3 separate regions of the Mus musculus genome follow, and all the other regions are linked to region 2. The links are chromatin contacts, called in public Hi-C maps. All regions are on one chromosome and are shown on one strand. Each heading gives the region's core, a stretch centred on a gene start, on an enhancer-like site or on the middle of the called end of the contact. The rest is flanking DNA. Distances are from core to core; before and after follow the strand shown. Region 1 has its middle 42 kb from the start of Gm39319. Region 2 has its middle 37 kb from the start of Zfp202. Region 3 overlaps Clmp (CXADR-like membrane protein).

Evidence for each region. A called contact is a pair of places that touch in the nucleus more often than the background predicts.
Region 1: a Hi-C map of the N1E-115 cell line shows a contact between it and region 2, with 8 times the contacts expected there. The contact joins two enhancer-like sites. A contact is called at or near these places in 9 of 484 Hi-C or Micro-C datasets (the N1E-115 cell line, adipose-derived mesenchymal stem cells, cerebellar granule neurons and 5 more) and 4 of 115 datasets of contacts at active chromatin or transcription factors (bone marrow-derived dendritic cells and embryonic stem cells).
Region 3: a Hi-C map of the BV-2 cell line shows a contact between it and region 2, with 2.2 times the contacts expected there. The contact joins two enhancer-like sites. A contact is called at or near these places in 4 of 484 Hi-C or Micro-C datasets (the BV-2 cell line, the Ba/F3 cell line, the HL-1 cell line and 1 more).

Annotation. Positions count from the first base shown.
Region 1 is chr9:40,623,064-40,626,930 of GRCm38.p6, forward strand. No RefSeq gene overlaps it. Among named protein-coding and RNA genes, the nearest start is that of Gm39319, 42 kb to the right of the region's middle. Within about 2 kb of position 1,983, at least 6 of the 459 cell types and tissues checked have an H3K27ac peak or open chromatin away from gene starts, as enhancers often do. A contact at or near this core is called in the N1E-115 cell line, where this site is marked.
Region 2 is chr9:40,227,202-40,231,055 of GRCm38.p6, forward strand. No RefSeq gene overlaps it. Among named protein-coding and RNA genes, the nearest start is that of Zfp202, 37 kb to the left of the region's middle. Within about 2 kb of position 1,835, at least 11 of the 459 cell types and tissues checked have an H3K27ac peak or open chromatin away from gene starts, as enhancers often do. A contact at or near this core is called in the BV-2 cell line and the N1E-115 cell line, where this site is marked.
Region 3 is chr9:40,731,357-40,735,462 of GRCm38.p6, forward strand. All of the region lies in intron 1 of Clmp (CXADR-like membrane protein), which reads left to right. Among named protein-coding and RNA genes, the nearest start is that of Clmp, 47 kb to the left of the region's middle. RefSeq lists an enhancer at 1-1,051. Within about 2 kb of position 2,110, at least 45 of the 459 cell types and tissues checked have an H3K27ac peak or open chromatin away from gene starts, as enhancers often do. A contact at or near this core is called in the BV-2 cell line, where this site is marked.

The sequences.
Region 1 (3,867 bases), core at 733-3,232, 400 kb after region 2:
TGCCAATCCCCATGGTTCTAGAACACTGGGTCCTTGATATCACTGGAGTCCATGCCAACAAGACGCCTTCCCTCAGTATTTCATCCACTCCCCACAATCTGTGACTTTCCGGAGACTGAATCAAAGCGCTGACGGTCTAAATCCTCAGCAAGATTCTTCCCCTAGTGTCCAGACAGCCGGCAGCCTGAACAAGATGGCAGAGGGAACTCTGGTCTCTCTTCCTTTTCCTATGGGAATAGCAATCTGTCACGGAGCCCCTTCCCGTGAGTTCATGTAAAGTTATCACTTTTTCAAAGCCTCCAAGTAATGTCACCTTAGGGGTTAGATATCTTCAGTATTTGAATTCTGAGTGGCACAATTATCCAATCCATAACAAGAGGGGGGGGGGTATGGAACAGGAGAGGAATGGAAACAAAATAATTATTTTAAAGCATAAAGTAAGGAACTGAATGGCTGCCTTCCACTATTATATACCACCCGGTCTTCTGTCCTGCTTCCTGAAGAGAGGGCAATGCCACAGGTAAGGTTAATCTTCAGTTCATGTGTCTGGGGACAAGGAACCAATATCTTCTCAAGTGCCACGGGACACACTGCTTCTGCCTTGCTTTTTGGTTTAGAGAAAGCACACTTGGGACTGAGGAGGTGGTTGACTGGCAAGAGCACTTGCTAGGCAGACATGGGGACATGGATGCAAATCCCCAGAGCCCATGTCTGAGATTCTCACCTGTAGCTCAGCACTGCAGGGGCAGTCAGAGACTCACCTGTAGCTCAGCCCCACCTGCAGGGGCAGGTGGGGCTTGCTGGCTGCTGGTCTAGCTCCAGGTTCAGTAAAGAACTATCATGCAGGAGAGATGAGAGAAAGAACAGGACAGCTTAAAGGTGCACTAGCCAGTCTGAGTGCGGCAAAGTGGCTCTGGCAGGCCTTTCCCTTCTCGCCCTCCACCCCCATTCCCTCTTCCTTGCTAAAAACCTTTCCATTACATTCCTAAAGCTAGCCCTGCCAAGATCTATTCCCTTATTTGGCCACTTCCTCCTCCTGTGGCTGACTACCAGGGTCCAACTATCAAAGTACTGAAGTTTATCAATCCAAAACCCCCTAATTAAAGCTCCACCTAATTAGCATGCCCAATTAAAATTAATACCTCATCCTGACACAGGATTTCACTTTGTACCTTTATAAACTGCCATTTACCACTGGGCCATGTCTGTCTTCTCTCTGTGCAGAGGCTGGCCTTTGGACCCTTTGAGACAAATATCCCAAACCCCCCCCCCCTTGCTCCCTTTTCCCTTCTCCCTCATCCTCTATCTCCTGTTTTTGTCTCTTCTTCCCTACCCTCTGTCCTTCTAGGTCAAATAAATGTCCTTTGTCCTGAGAACTTAGTCGTAGGGTGTCTTGAGCTGATACTCCACCCTGATGCCCTCTTCTGGCTTCTACACACACACACACACACACACACACACACACACACACGAGCATACACATCCATGCGTGCATACACCAGACATCATCTTCATATATGCATAGACATACTGTCACACACGTACAAACAAAATTTAAAAGTAAGCAAGCATACATCCTACAACATTGTCCAGATTTCTAAAGTATTCTCCCAGAATCCATATTGTTCACACAACTGAGTTTTTATGGTACAGGGAGAATTTCTTTAAAACAAACTGAAAAATAAGTCTTGTTCTGCCATTGGATGGAAAAGCAAGAATGGGGTCACCTGTTCATCCCAGTAATGACCCACTGTAAACACAACCAGAGTTGCAGGCTGAGGAGCTGGCCCAGATACTGCCTTCGGGGGCCTCCAGAGCCCTCTTAGACCCCTGCTTGCAAGCAAGCAGAAGAGAGATCCTTCACTGAGAAGGGTACAGGGGAGGCTGCAGGCCTGGGAGGCAGAGCAAAGCTGGGTACAGAGATGCTGAGTTCCGGCGTTCATTAAGTGAGTCAGAGATATCTACAGATCTGAGGCTTCAGGACAAGCTTCAGTGAAGATGAGTGAATCACCTGTAGATCAAGAGCCAAAGCCAGCCCAGGACATTACATACTATTATGTGAATGGATAACTGGATAGATAAACAGAAGTACTGTGAGCTAAAACTACTCCTCTCGGTTCCAAGATCCTAGGAATCGATGTGTCAGTTCCTAGGCTGCCCTCGGAGTCTGGAAATTACTGTTGCTGCCCTGTCAGACTTACTTCTCCAGCTTGAATGTAGCGATCCACATGAAGGATGCCCCGCCCACGTGGAAGGCAGCCTTTCCCTGTCTTTTCAGATGCTTTAACCTGCTGCTGCAGCTTAAACTTGGGTCACCTTTCCTGCTATCATATCGCCAATGGCTTTTCTCCCCATCTCTCTGTCCCTTGTAACAAAGTGCCACAAACTGGTTGTCATCATTCCTCATGGTTCTAGAAGCCAACAGTCCAAAGATCCTGGAAGGGGCAAACTCTGAACTGGGTAGTGGAAAACCCTGCCTGTGTCTCTCTAGCTTTGGGTGGTAGCCAGCACTGTTTGGCAGTCCTTAAGCATCCTGTCTTCTCGAAGCATTCTCCCCATGTGTCTATGTCCTGATTGTCTTATAAGAATACCAGTCATATTGAAATGGCCTCTGGGGTGACACGAATGGGTGATGGAGATGGGGCCTAATGGGTAACCTGTGATTCTGAAGGGGCTGTTGGGATACCAGCCTTTTCCTGTCCCTCTCTGCTTACTCGCCTACTGTGTGTTCCACCACAATGTGCGTGGTACATTACTGTCACCACAAACCCAAAGTAACAAGGTCAGATGACCATGGACTGAAACCACGGAAGCTGTGCATGCCAAAAATCAAATCTTTCCTCTTCCTAAAATCGTCTCAGCCCGCGCTGCACCCCAGCACTGTTGAAAAGCTGAGGAACAGGGTTCCCCTCCCCGTGTTACCTGCATTGCCACAAAATCTTCTTTAGTGCATTGCTGACATGCTGGCACTGAGGAAGTTGCGGCAGTAAGATCACTGAGTTCAAAGCCAGCCTAGACTACATAGCAAGACTGCTTCAAACAAGATGGTTCTGCAGCCGGAGCTCAGATGAAGAGATGGCTCAGCAGTTAAGAAAAATGGCTGCTCTTCCAGAGGATCTGGGTTCAATTTCCAACACCTACATGGCAGCTCACAGCTGTCTATAGCACCTGTTCCAGGGGAATCCAATAAATAAATAGATAAATAAATAAATGAATAAAGTCCTCATTCTTGACTGTGGTGCTGCCTTCTCTGTTTCCTTACAATCCAGCAGCCAGCATGACCTTTGAATTATGTGAGATCTTGTTAGAAGAGTAGAGTCCCTCTACTCACAGCTAGGGTGAGGACTGAAGCCAGGGATGTAGCTCCTTGGTAGATGCTTTCCTAATGGATCCTCAGCCCCACAACGGAGAGAGGAAAGAGAGAGGGAAGCCGAGGAAATGAATTTGCCAGCCCCTGACTCTCTAAGCCTACCTCCCTCTGTTCCTCTTGCTGTGGCCTCAGCTGTCCATACGCAGCTCCTGCAGAGGTTGAGTCTCACCAGGGGACTTGTATCCTTGCTAACCCTGCTGCCCAGAGGCTCTGCCCCGAGGTGCCACACTGCTGGTTCCTTCTCATTATTTAGCTCCCATGCAAACAGGCAGCTATTCCAAGCAGCTTCCCCTACAGAGTTAATGGAGCTATCCACCTCCCTATCCTTGCTGCCCTGTCTCAACGCTCACCAGAAAATCTAAAGCGAATCGTGTTTGCATTTCCCTTCAGTCCCCACTTAAGCCCCTTCTGTCTACAAATACGGCTCGAACCCCCCAGAGCCAAGAACAGAAATATCCTTTGTGGATATCGTTGAAGTGATTAATGCTGTCCCTCTC
Region 2 (3,854 bases), core at 585-3,084:
AGATGAGTAGGCCCACACGTTGTATCTCCCCAGGGAAAGACTGTCACACAGCAAGCTCAGGCTGCAGGGATTTATAGTCAGGCAAAACTACAAAAAAGTCCTGAATTTGGCGCAAACAAATCTAATTTTAATGTAGGTTTCCTTGGAGCAGCCAGGGTTTAAAGCATACACCTTTGGGTTTTACCGTATGCTGCAGTGTCTGGCACACGGCAAATGCACAGCAGTGTGTGTTCGATCACGGACTGATGAATGAATTGGTGAACACTGGCTTTTTCAGGCCTTTTTCCTATAATATTCCATTTTTTTAGCCTCTGAGAATGTCAAATATTTTTGAATATATCTCAGAGTATGTTCAGCACCTGCCACACAGTTAGAACACAATGACCACTGATTGACCGCTTTTCCTGAGTATATACCGCCCAGCATCTTAAACTGTCATCAGCTGCTCAAGTAGTGAAAGTCACACAAACCTAAACCTCAAGTGTTTTCAACAAAATGAAAATAAGTATATAATTTTAAAGAAAAAAATAAGTATGTGGAAGAAATACGCAATGTATTTTTTTTATGTCACGTATAAAAGAAAGCTCAAAACAAGGCATAGGGGTTCCTGCCTGTTACTCCAACACTCAGAGGACAAAGGGAGGAGGATTGCTGTGAATCCAAGACAGGAACTAACTAGTGAATCCTTGGGCAGCCTGGGCTACAGGGTGAGACCCTGTCTCAAAACACACACATACACACACACACACACAGAGACAGAGACAGAGAGAAATAGAGAGAGACAGAGACAGAGAAAAGGAAAGAGGCAGGGAGAATTTAAGAATGAGCTCAAGGGCTGGGCAGTGGTGGCGCACGCCTTTAATCCCAGCACTTGGGAGGCAGAGGCAGGCGGATTTCTGAGTTCGATGCCAGCCTGGTCTACACAGTGAGCTCCAGGACAGCCAGGACTACACAGAGAAACCCTGTCTCAAAAAACAAAACAAAACAAAACAAAACAAAACAAAACAAAATGAGCTCAAGGAATAAGTAAGCCAACTGACTTTGCATCCTCCTGCTCATTCACTCTGGACACAAGGTGGCGACATTTCATCATCATGGAGTGAGTCCTAAACACCTGTTCTTTTTATTCAGCAAGTGTACAGTGGGAAGCATAAGCTATGCACTAGGAAATTAATGAATAGTGCATAGCTCTTGGGTATAAAGGAGCTTATTATCTATGAGGTTGGAGAGCTATATTGATAATGTAAAAGTACAATAATGACATAAAAATATAACATCTTCTGGGAGCAACGCTCCAAACAAGACAGGTCGCACATGAGGACATGCAAATGGGTACAAAGCACAAGGGAGGCGGGAGCACCGTTATCAGCAGGAAACTTTAAACCATCAGGTCCGTGAGAGTCTACCATGCACCCCAACAGAATAACTCCACTGAGAAGGGCTCAGAACCCCAGAGATGGTAGGTCTGGGGAGCAACTGGGCTCTCTCCCACTCCTGGGGAGGGGCAACTGAAGCCAACATTTGAAGAGTTCTTTATAGTTGTTGCTAAAAGCATGTTACAGATACTTCTGAGTGCTGGTCAGAAGAAATAAAATGATTATATGCACCCATGGAAAATTACATATACTAGCAAAATACTGAAAACAGTCAACTCTCCATCAATAATATAAGTATGTGAAAAATTAGAATCATAATCTGTAGCCCAGGCTAGCCTCAAATTCATGATCCTTTGTTGTGCCTCAGCAGCAGCCTGCGGCAGGGGTGTGTGGGGGGGGATTATAGTTACGTGCACTCTCTCCATGTTAGGTTCCTTTTTTCTTAAGGAGACAGACACCACAATGAGATTATAGGAAGTTCAAAGACAGTTATTTTAGGAACGGAGCTGTTTGAATAGGATAAGTGGCATAGGAGACACTGGTTGATGACCAAGCGTCCTGTGCCCTCAGCCCCAGGCTGTAGCACCACAGAGAAGGATGAGGTGAGTGGGCAGGGGAGGCAGCCACGGGGGCTGACATTTGCCATGTTGAACCAGCACAAAGGAGAGCAAATTGGGTAGCTGAGAACTGCCAGTCAATCAAAGTCAACCTTGTTTGAACAGAAAGAAAACAGCATTGGGAAACCGCCCAATTTAAACCAAGGGATCGTTTCAAGGCTTGAAATTAGACATGAAAAAGAAAAGCATGGTTTCAGCAAAGCCCAATTAAAGCATGAAAAATCCAATTTGGATCGAATTGGCAGGCCTGTCTCAGCACTGGGGCAAGATACTTATCTGGTCCAGGCGCCACCACCCAGAGACATCCATCTCCCCCTATCTGCCTCTCCTTCTCCAGCAAACACACTCCCTGGCCTTCCCTACAACACGTATGGTCCTAGCCCGCTTGCCAATCTTTTATTCCATCCATCCGTTGTCTAATGTGCTGATTCCTTTTATCTTGACACCTGCCCTGGTCCAGTCTTGTCTTGCAGTTGGATGAGTGATTACAGCAGCTGCAACAACTTTCAGGAATCTGCTGGCTTCAAACATCTGAAATTTCCTTTCTCATTGTTCTGGAGACTCGGTGCTCCAAACTAGTTTCACTGAAGTCCAGGAGTTGGCCCAGCCTCACTCTGGGGAACTGGAAGAAAATCCATTCCTAGCTCCTTCAAGGTTGGGGAACACCTGATACCCTAGACTTGTCCCTTAACCGCTACTTGTATAAGCTTGTTTGCTATGAGTCATCTCCCTTTCCCTCTGTCTCAGGAGACCTTGGTGGCATTTAGGAACCACCTGGATAACCCCTGGTAATCTGGGTAAAATACTTAATAACCTAAATTACCATATAAGGCAGAATCCACTTTTTTCCCGCATATGGCAATGTTCACTATTTCTAGGGATTGTTTGGTTCATTGGCGAGCCCATCGACCCGTCTGTCAAGTTTTCATACCCCAGAACTAAACAAACCCTGTTGGTAGAGTGGTGGCTGAGCTGGTGGTAGCTAGCGCTCAGAGGTAAAAGCACATATGTACACATGCAGGGGCCCAGGCCCAACTCCTAACTTCTCTCTTTCTCCTGTCAAGTCTTCTAGCAAACATCACTGGTCGCATTTTTGCCAATCCCCACATTCTATGACTGTTGGAATGCCTATCTACCACCTAGTCCAAGGCAGACTAACTCTTAAAGTTTAACAAGGCTTCTAACTGGTTCCTCTGCCTCCTTCCAATTGATATGACTGGGGAGAGCATCTAAACACCACTCTCGGGTGGTCACCTCCCTGCCAATTATCCAGTGGCTTCCCATCACATTTAAGACGAAGATCTCCTGTGTCTTCCTTGTTCTTCTGTGCTTTGCTCCCCATCCTCCAGTCATGCTAGCTGCCTACTGCTCACTCGGTTCCATGCTCCTGTCTCACAACCTGGCACCTTCTCTTCTCTCTCCAGGACTCACTTCCCCAGACGTTTCCTCAGGTTGTCCTTTGATCTCAAAGTCCCTGTATAGCTGTCACTTACTCAAAGAGACCTCTTTCTGATACCTGCTTTTAAAACGTCTTGCCGGGCAGTCATGGCCCATGCCTTTAATCCCAGAACTTGGGAGGCAGAGGGAGGCGGATTTCTGAGTTCGAGGCCAGCCTGGTCTACAGAGTAACTTCCAGGATAGCCAGGGCTACACAGAGAAACCCTGTCTCAAAACAAAAACAAACAAACGAACAAACAAACAAACAAAAACGTCATCTTGCCACACGTTAATACCCAACACTGAGTTGTGTATTGTATGTCCAAATGACTTTTTCCACACTATAATATTCATTTTCTGAGAACAGGACCAATAACATTCTGTTCAACACTGGACAGAGCAGGAACATGCTAAACACTGTTGA
Region 3 (4,106 bases), core at 860-3,359, 500 kb after region 2:
GAGGACAAACCCTGACAGTCTAATTTAGCAGCCTGTCACGCTGGGAGCCAAAAGACGTTCTCCAGCCCGTAAGCCCAGTTCTTTTTACTGTAAGTTACTAAAAGAACCCTTTGGGTTTCACGTTGCACTCGGTATTTCTTGAACGCGGTATCCTGGGCTGCAGCCATGAAATGTTACACTGGAGGTAGAAATTTACTGCAGACTTCTTCCACAACCCCATACCTGGTCTGCATTCCTGAAATATCTGTTGCCAGGGAAACGGCGATCTCCCTTTGCGTTCTTAGTCTCATTAATAAAAGAATTTTAAAACGGACTCAGAAGGAAGCTCTAGAACAATTTTATTATTAAAGTTTGACAGAAAAACAACATGGCAAGTAAGCTGAAAGGGAACAGGGGAATAGCGGGGAAACTAGGAGTGGAAGTCAGAAAGTAAGAAAGCCCGGGTGTCAGGGAAAGCCTGTTCAGGATTTGGGCTGCTATGAAGGGAGGGGCTAAGGAAAGGGGAATCCATGTTTAAAGGAGGAGCCAGGGTTCTGAGCTCTCTGGGACATTCATTGCAGGTCTTTAGCCTTGACCACAACATCTATAGTAAACAGGCTTTATAAAACAGAGTTGGCGGTTTTTACAGGCATAACTTAATTTTTTTTTAAAGTTCATTTTATTTTTTAATTGTGTGTGTGTGTGTGTGTGTGAGTGTGTGTGTGTGAGTGTGTGTGTGTGTGTGTGTGTGTGTGTGTGTTTGCGCGCACATACGCATAGGAGTACAGACACCCACAAAGACCAAGAGAGGCCATTGGGGCCCTGAAGATGTAGTTACAAGTGATTGTGAGCTACCCAAGGTAGGTGCTGGGAACTAACCTTGAATCTTACTCACTCTTCCCTTCCCTAGACATAACTTATTTTTTAGAATATCTATATAAACAACGCAAAGATGTTTGATCATCTCCCCAGGTATTTTATTGTTATTGAGATAATTCAGAAACAGAAAATTTCAGAGGATCAAAAACAGCTCGTTGTTTAATGTGACCCTCAGATACACTGCAGCTGGTCTCCACGACACCAAACCCTCCCTCCCTCCCTCCCTGTGTGGCATCTGTCACAGTGCTAACAGCTCATATGCTAGCTTTACAGACTCAGACTTAAAGCCCCCCTGCTTTAAACCCCCATTGGCTCCTCTTGGCCTGTGTACCAAGAATGACCTAATCCCCTCAGTATGTTATTGCAAAAGAAAAAAAAAACTATTCATAATACTTGCTGGAGGTGGAAAGGAGAAGTCTTTCTAAAGGAAGTATAAAAAATTTTTAAAAATAATAATAACTTTCCTTTTACCCCTCCATGTTCTTAGCCAGGTCCCTATAACAAAAGACAGATGATCAAGAGAAAAGCATCTAAATTTAATGTCTTCTCTGACATCAGAACATTGGCAAGGAAATGAAGGCTCAAAGAAATGATTCAACCTGAGTGTTTTTATAGTGGAAAGTTGTGGGGCGAGGGGAACGAACTGGAAGGCCAGGCTGTGTGAGGCTGTTCACCGCTCCGTGTCCCTCAGCCCTTTTCTCTCTGGGTATAGGAAGGACATCTCTCCCAGAATCTGCGTGCTACAGGAGAAGATCACAGGATCCCTCTGCTTTTTCCTCCCACCCTTTCAGCTTAAAATATTCAATGTGCCAAAGTGTTATCTTTTCGGGCCCTATCCGTGGTCACTACAATGGGATTTGTAGGAGGAGAGAGAGATGGAAATGAACTTTAAATATAAAAAGAATAGATTTGCAGCCATGGAGCAGGGAGGGGAAATCGGAGGATAGAAACATTAAGAATGGGGCAATTTTTTTTTTTCTAAAACAGACCTAATAAAAGTAGAGCATGAGCCGGGCGGTGATGGTGCACGCCTTTAATCCCAGCACTCGGGAGGCAGAGGCAGGTGGATCTCTGAGTTCGAAGCCAGCCTGGTCTACAAAGTGAGTTCCAGGACAGCCAGGGCTATACAGAGAAACCCTGTCTCAAAAAACCAAAAAAAAAAAAAAAAAGTAGAGCATGGTGGTAAGCCAGATAGATCAAGAGTGGGATGTGTCATTAAAGTGACTCAGGAAGTTTCCTGCTGACATAAGTGGGTCAGCATAGCACCCAGGGTTGAGAAGAAGCAAAAGAAGGCCTTAGAGGGTTCTGACCCCGGGCTCAGTCAAGGGAAATGCTTGCCACCACACAGACCTGACCCTGTTCTACCTTTCAGCTGGATTTCTAGTGTTAACATCCTGTCCGTCCTCCAAGGAAGTCAGTGGAAATGTCTCGTCTTTCCCTGATTCCTTTAGTGATTACATATGACCTCAGGAGTCAGCCTTAGGAAATGTTGGGGAAACTGTTACATAAGAACTAGCCATCTCTACGTGGCTAGCCCATGCACTACCTCAAATAGCTTTCCTTTGTTGGTTCCCAAAGTAAACGCTGTCTTGTGAGTCCTGGGTTGCTCTGCACCCAGGATGTGGGCCTGGGTGAAGAACTGACCTGGAGACTTGGAAATCCTAGCTGGCTATTTGTGTGAACAGAAGCTCTGCCCAGCATTTGGATTCAATTCTGATTCTTTTTAAAGATGTGTTGTTTGTTTGTTTCTTGTATGAGCGTGTATGTGTGTGTGTGTGCATGTGTGAGTGTGTGTGTGTGTGTGTGTGTGTGAGTGTGTGTGTGTGTGTGTGTGTGTGTGTGTGTAGGTACCCCTGTGCCATGACACAGCATGCAGGTCAGAGGACAATTCTATGGGGCTGGTTCTCTCTCTCTCTCCACCTTTATGTGGGTTCCAGGGATTGAACTCGGGACTCCAGACTTATACCTGCTGAGATATCTCACTGCCTCGGTTTTGCACTTTGTGTGTGTGTGTGTGTGTGTGTGTGTGTGTGTGGTGGTACAGAGACTCGAACTCAGGGCTTCATGAATGCTAGGCAAGCATTTTAAAACTGAGCTATAGCCAAAAGACTTGTTCTTCTTTCTTCTGTATTTTTCCCCCAAAGAGTATCAGATAGCTCACTCACATTGGCCTCAAACCCACTATGTAGACAACAATCACCTTAAACTCCTCATCCTCCTGCCTCACCTCCTAAAAGCTGAGGTTGTAGGCACGTGCCCTCTTGTCTCTTCCCACTCCTTGGTAGAATAGCTAAGGTGTACAATGGATCGATTTAGGGTTGTTTCTTTGTTTGTTTGTTTGTGTGTTGACCTGACGATGGAGCAAAAGTAACATGCACTCAGTTGACATCCTACTTTGGTCCTGTTCTTTCCCCAGGGCTGCAAAACAAGATGACCTGTCCTTTCTCATGACTCTGAGCTGTTGCAGGGAGCCCCCATCGCAGTCAGCCACCTGACTGTGAGGACAAACTACCCTTGTTCTCTCTCCAGCCCACGATGTTTCTAAGTTCTGGTGTTTTATGGGTTAAATATGAAGGCACTAGAAATTTCTGATCTTTTCATTTAATGTGATAATTTGTCAGAAGATAGCCCTATTATAAGTCAAGAAGCATCTCTTTTCTATGGGGACAATGCTTTGTGCTTCAAACAAGAGCTATTATAGTTAATCTTTTTTCCCATTGGATATTTTCTTTATTTACATTTCCAATGTTATCCCCTTTCCTGATTCCCCCTCTGAAAAACACCCTACCCATACATACCCCCTGCTCCCTCCCCCTGCTCACCAACCTACCCACTCCCGCTTTCTGGCACAGGCATTCCCCCACACTGGGGCATAGAACCTTCACAGGACCAAGGGCCTCTCCTCCCATTGATGTCTGACTAGGCCATCCTCTGCTGCATATGCAGCTGGAGCCATGAGTCCCACCATGTGTGCTCTTTGGTTGGTGGTTTAGTCCCTGGGAGCTCTGGAGATACTGGCTAGTTCACATTTATTATAGTTAATCTGATGACAGCCATACTAATGCTCATTCGCACATATTACAATAAGCTTAGGTCAGTGAAGGATCTTAGTAAATGGCAGGGAGGACTTCAGTTTGACTCCAGTCAGCTCAGGTGACCACTGGTGTTACACTGGGTTTTCTAATTGTTTTGATTTCTTTTTAATGTTTATGTGTGTGTACATGTATTCATGTGTGTGTTGAGACATG